Linked DNA regions of Bos taurus: region 1 is linked to region 2. A link is a contact called in public Hi-C data. All regions are on one chromosome and are shown on one strand. The core of a region is the stretch at or near the end of the contact, and the rest is flanking DNA. Distances in the headings are between cores, read along the strand shown.

Region 1 (2,809 bases), core at 303-2,802, 120 kb after region 2:
CTTTACAGCAAAGTGACTCAGTTATACATATATACACATTCTTTTTCAATATTCTTTTCCATTGTGGTTTATCACAGGATATGGAATATAGTTCCCTATGCTATATAATGGGAACCTTTACTATTTATCCATTCTAAATGTAATAGCTGGCATCCTGTGTGTGTGTTCATGCTTAGTCATGTCTGACTCTGAGACCCTGTGGACTGTAGCTCGCCAGCCTCCTCTGTCCGTTTCATGCTTAGTCATGTCTGACTCTGAGACCCTGTGGACTGTAGCTTGCCAGCCTCCTCTGTCCGTGGGACTCTCCAGGCAAGGATACTAGAGTGGGTTGCCATTTCCTACTCAAGGGGATCTTCCCAACCCAGGGATCAAACCTGTGTCTCCTGTATTTGCAGGGGGATTCTTCTACCACTGAGTCACCTGGGAAGCCCAATTCGCATCTACCAACCCAGCAACCTGAAACTCCCAGTTCGTCCCTCTCCATCCTCCTCTCCCCTTGGCAAACACAAGGCTGTTCCATGTCTATGCACACTCAATTTCTTGTGTGAAAGCCTTGGCAAGCTCAGGTTTTCTATATGACTTAATTATCTGGGAACATCTTTATCTTGCCTCTGGCTTAGCTGGAAGTTGACGGATTCTGGATAGAAATCAAAGACCCTTTCCCATCCAATTAGCCCTCAATAAAACTATTGTTGAAAAAGAAACATTAATGCATCTATTAAGTCACTCTTGATTTAATTAATTTTATTTGCTTATTTATTTTCAACTATTTCACCTCGTGCAGAGTACCATAATATCTCCTGGAGTTAGCAGACATGAGGAGAGTGTCCTGTCTTCAACAGCCAAGAATTTCCCATTCCCTAGAAAAGAGGTGAGAGGAGCAGGGAGCCAAATGTGGCTTGAGAATGGAAGCCCAGGCCCAGATTTCGCAGGACTGAGGGTACTGTGCAAGAGACTATTGAAATCCTGCTTATGAAAACGACCTGGTTTAAACCCTGCCTCAAGCAAATGGTTATTGGTGAGAGTTCTTGGGTTTCAGGAGTTAAAAGAAACAAAGTATATGAAACACTTGGCATGCAGACAGCATTCAGAAGAGTGCACTCTTGTTATTAGGCTGTATGTTTTTATTATCATTTAATCCTAACATTGAAGTATGAATAATGACTTCCTGTTTACAAATCACTTTGGTATTTTTCATCTCATTTAACTATCAAAAATCTCACCATTCAGGCCATCTGATTTTGCCCCCCTCCTCCAGTTTTACAGATTAGCACACTGGTATTCAGGGAGGTTAAGCGACTTACCTGGGATCTCCTGGCTGATAATTGGCAGAACTGGGATGTGGAACCAGGGTCCATCCCCAAAACCGCCCTTTTCCACCCTACTGTGTTGTTTCCTAAATTGCCAAGTGACCTTGTGTAAGCATTCTATGTCCTGTCCCCCAATCTGGGCTTCGATTTCTACATCTGCAAAGTGAGAGGGATTAAATCATGCCTGAGGTCCCCTCCAGGTCCCAGTGTCTCTGATTAAAAGCGTATGTTCAGGAATGGATCCTGTTTGCTGCTAAACTCCGAGACACACAAGGAGCCTGGGCTTGGGGAGCTGGAGGCTGGAGCTGCGCCTAAACACAGGCTGGCTTGGCGTTCAGCTCTGTATCTGGCTGCCAAAAGGCCAGAATTCTCTAGAGAACTGGAGTTCAATCTGGCCAACTTGTGATGGCCTTAAGTTATCCTCTGACCTCGAACTTCTGATTATCTGAAGCTTATTTTTATAAAGGCTTAGGAATAGCCAGTCTGTCTCTCTGGAGACCTGCTTCCTTTCTTACTTCCATTATGCACTTCCAACAACGGGGAGTGGGAACTAGGAGTCAGGCAATCTGTCGGTAATTTTTGCCTCTGCTGCTGCCATTCTTGTAATTCTGGGCAAGTCACATCCAAAGCAGGATTATAAAAAAGAGTTCCCCCTGTAGTAGAGCACATGGAACTCTCTCAATGTTATGTGCCAGCCTGGTGTGGGAGGGAGGTTTGGGGGAGAATGGACACATGTATATGTATGGCTGAGTCCCTTCACTGTTCACCTGAAGCTATCACAAACAACGTTGTTAACTGGCTATACCCCAACACAAAATGTTTTTGGTGTTAAAAAAATAAAAATTAAATTTAAAAAATAAAAGAGTTCCCCTAGTCGGAGGGTTAGTGAAGCCATGTGGCTTTCTCTTGGGGAGGAAATGAAAGACCTAAGTTATATGAAACTTATCGATTTGCTAATAATAATGTCTAATATTCAAAGCTGGTCTACTTCAGTTCCTTAAAAAAAAAAAAATTAGCTTTCCTACTGTACTACAAAGGAAATAGGCAAGGAAAATGCTTTCTGTGTCTGTCCCCAAGAGCAGTCATAGGGTTCAAAGGTAATATCAGGTTTAAAGCATAATTCTCTTTCCTTCTGCATACCTCCTTCCCCATTTTTGATGGAATGTGAAGTGACTCAGGAAGTAAGTCTCTCAGAGCCATGCTGGAAGGAGTCTGTCTGCACCTTGACCCAGTGTTGCTTCTCCTGGGTCAAGCATCTTGCTTTGAATCTCACCCCTCATCTGGTTTCATTCTGCAGAGATTTGGGCAGGACATCCACCTGCTCCCAGGAGAAGGGCCTTCACACTCCACAAGGTTGGGAGTCCGCGTAAATTCAGGCTGAGGGCCCTCTACAACCAGCCTCTCTGCCCTCTAAGTTAAGGAGTTGGTTTTGGTTTCATTTTACCAAAGACAAGGAAGAAAGAGCCATTTGATCTTTGCTCCACTTCCAGGGTAGAGTC
Region 2 (3,021 bases), core at 107-2,606:
TAACATATTCTGTATTTTGCTTTTAGCTCAGTTACTTTCTGAGTGCCTCAATTAGAATGGAAGTTTTAGGAAGGCAGAGCTTTTGTTTGTTTTGATCACTACTGAACATACCTCCAAGAGAGTGTGGTCCATAAATTTCTGGTCAATGAATAAGGGAGAGAATGAAATTCTTTCTGGTGCTGAGAAAACATATGCATATATATATATATTTTAAATTAAATACATCATTAATTAATACTTTGTTCTTGTTCAGTCACTACATCGTATCCAACTCTTTGCGACCCCATGGACTGTAGCACAACAGGTTTCCCTGTACTTCACCATCTCCTGAAGTTTGCTTTAACTCATGTCCATTGAGTCAGTGATACCATCCAACCATCTTATCCTCTGTTTCCCCTTCTCCTCCTGCCCTCAATCTTTCCCAGCATCAGGGTCTTTTCAAATGAGCCAGCTGTTCACATCAGGTGGCCAGAGTTGTGGAGCTTCAGCTTCAGCATCAGTCCTTCCAATGAATATTCAGAGTTGATTTCCTTTAAGATTAACTTGTTTGATCTCCTTGTAGTCCAAGGGACTCTCAAGAGTCTTCTCTAGCATCACAATTCAAAAGCATCAATATATTTAAAACAAATTAGTTTATTTATTTATTTACTTATTAAACATCTGCAACCTTGAAAAGAACCTTGGACTGGAGACTGAAGAGTTGGTCACAGTTCTGGCATCTTTAAAACAGATTCAATGGGGAAGAAGCTTTTCATTTCCCTGCCTTGGTATCTGCTCTTATAAAATAGGTATAATATTCCCTTTGTACCTTACAGGATTATCATGAGAATCAAATAGATTATTGGACAAGAGCAAAAACTAAAAGGCAAATCACACACACACTCAAACTTCTACAGGGATAGAAGAGTTATATTAATGTTTAGTTATCACATAATGAAAGAATTCAGAATGTGATCTTCCTTATCCTAATGGTGATAGAAGCACATACTATGACAATAGAGCTGGGTATTCTGGAGGACTTAATCTTCACATGATACTGTGAGGCTGTTTGAGGAACTTATCTTATGAAACCCAAGTGTTATTTGGGAGCTTATCAGGAATGTTTTATGAGAGGAAAGGAGAGCAGAGCCTAGCTGTGTCATGGAATATTCCTTCCTTTCTTCCATTACCCTAAGCCCTGTGCTGTTGCATTTCTTGCTGTGTATTATTGACAGAGGAAATGCTGATTCATGGGTCTGAGTTACAGGAAACTTTGTTTCCTGGTGAAGAAACAAGCCTGGCGGTGCTGCCAGCACCCTCCTCTGCCAATTTCTGCCACGGGCCCTTCTCCCAGGCCTACACCGGACTGACGGACAAGGGACAGAGCCAATTTGTGCTTAAGCAATGAAGTCACTTTCCCTTGCCAGTGAGGTTAGCACCATGCCTCTCTAGACCCTTCAGCTCTGACCCCAGGATACCTTTCCAGTTCGGCTCCCCCCCACCCTCCCTCCTCACATGCTGAGCTGTGGCCACACATGACTACTCCGGGTCCTTTGCAAACACCATGTATTTTCCAGTCTCAATGCTTTGGCTCAGGATGTGCCCTGCCTGGAATGGCCCCTGACCCAGTGTCGGCTCACTGAAATCCTACCCATGCTTCCATCCCGCTCAATGGTGACCTGTAATGTGACACCTGCTAGCTTTCTTTGTCTTTGTTTTTATTCTTCTTAGGAGGATATTTTCTAATATGCAGGTAAGTGGACAGAGCTGTGTGGTGACATTCTGTGTACCCATCTCCCAGCTTCAACAATGACCTGGTTTCTTTTAAATAGTTCTTGATCCCTCCTTCTTTGAGATCTTTTAGTAGATTTTATGTTCTGTGCTTAATCCATATTTGCTAAATTGAAGGAGAAGAAAGTGAATCTGTGGACTTAGAATGCTCTGTTTAACCACCTACCACAAAGGGGAAACTGAGGCCCAGAGAAGTGAGGTTAGTCACTCAATGTCATAAGATAGGGAGCAGCAAGCTGAGGCCAGAGTCTTCTGAAGGACCTCATAGTCTAATTGAAAGATGTACATACTATAGTATCTCAAGTAGCATAACAAGTACATGCTACAGGATCTTGGGCACTGTAGGAGTTCAGGTTAAGTGATTAGTAAGTATGTGTTGAATGAATAAATTAGTCTTCTATCCAATTGATTAATAAGATGACCTCTTAAGCTTTGCATGGAGCAGCCCCTCTCCATGCTATAATCTGATGTCAGCATGCTGAAGGTGTTGGAGATATCTGTCTTAAATGGAGAGAAGAGCCATCTAATGCTAAAGAACACTAAGAATCTGTGAAAAGTTTAAATTTATAAATATTCTAAAACAAATTCTGTATTATTACTACACGGATTAGAGAGTAGGTATTCTGTGTCTGAGGAAACTAAATGATCCTCGGTTAGCTTGGACTAGAAAGGAGGAAGAGAAATTAAGAAAGTCTTAGGTTTTGTGACTTGGAGTGTTTGTGCCTTTGGTAATTTGAGAAAAAGGCAGGAAGAGAAAGTGTGGAAAGATAAAGCAAGTACTAAAAAGCCAATTGGGGAATAATGGCACTTTTTCTTCTTGATCCAGACTGAGCTCAAACCTGGATTTTGGAAGAACAGCAAGAGTTCATCTGGATGTCCTGCTGAGGCACCCTGATTTTACCATGTCAAAATGGAAGGAAGCATCTGGTCATCAGCCAAGAAGCCGTTGCCACTGGGGTGGAAAATAGAAAATGTGTATAGATTTTCCTCATAAAATTAAATTAAAATGCAATTTGAGATCCTTTCCTTGAAAATAATCTTTTGAATCAAATTCTTTCTAAAGGTCATGTATAATCAGTGCATAATTCCTGCTTTTCCTTCTTGGTAAGGCAAATTGAGGGTGGGGGAAGGACAGAGGAGCCTGGTGGGCTACAGTCCATGGGGTCTCAAAGAGGTGGACACGACAGAGCAACTAACAAGGAACACAAGGTTACTGGGGTCCAGTGAGTGTTGGAGCTGGTGGGGGTGGGT

What was found. Hi-C and Micro-C count contacts between places; a contact is called where the count stands out from the background.
Region 1: a contact with region 2 is called in a Hi-C map of liver, with 1.6 times the contacts expected there. The contact joins two enhancer-like sites. A contact is called at or near these places in 2 of 11 Hi-C or Micro-C datasets (liver and skeletal muscle).

The regions. Positions count from the first base shown.
Region 1 is chr1:79,446,694-79,449,502 of ARS-UCD2.0, forward strand. No RefSeq gene overlaps it. Among named protein-coding and RNA genes, the nearest start is that of BCL6, 150 kb to the right of the region's middle. Within about 2 kb of position 1,553, at least 29 of the 102 cell types and tissues checked have an H3K27ac peak or open chromatin away from gene starts, as enhancers often do. A contact at or near this core is called in liver and skeletal muscle, where this site is marked.
Region 2 is chr1:79,325,250-79,328,270 of ARS-UCD2.0, forward strand. No RefSeq gene overlaps it. Among named protein-coding and RNA genes, the nearest start is that of LPP, 190 kb to the left of the region's middle. Within about 2 kb of position 1,357, at least 31 of the 102 cell types and tissues checked have an H3K27ac peak or open chromatin away from gene starts, as enhancers often do. A contact at or near this core is called in liver and skeletal muscle, where this site is marked.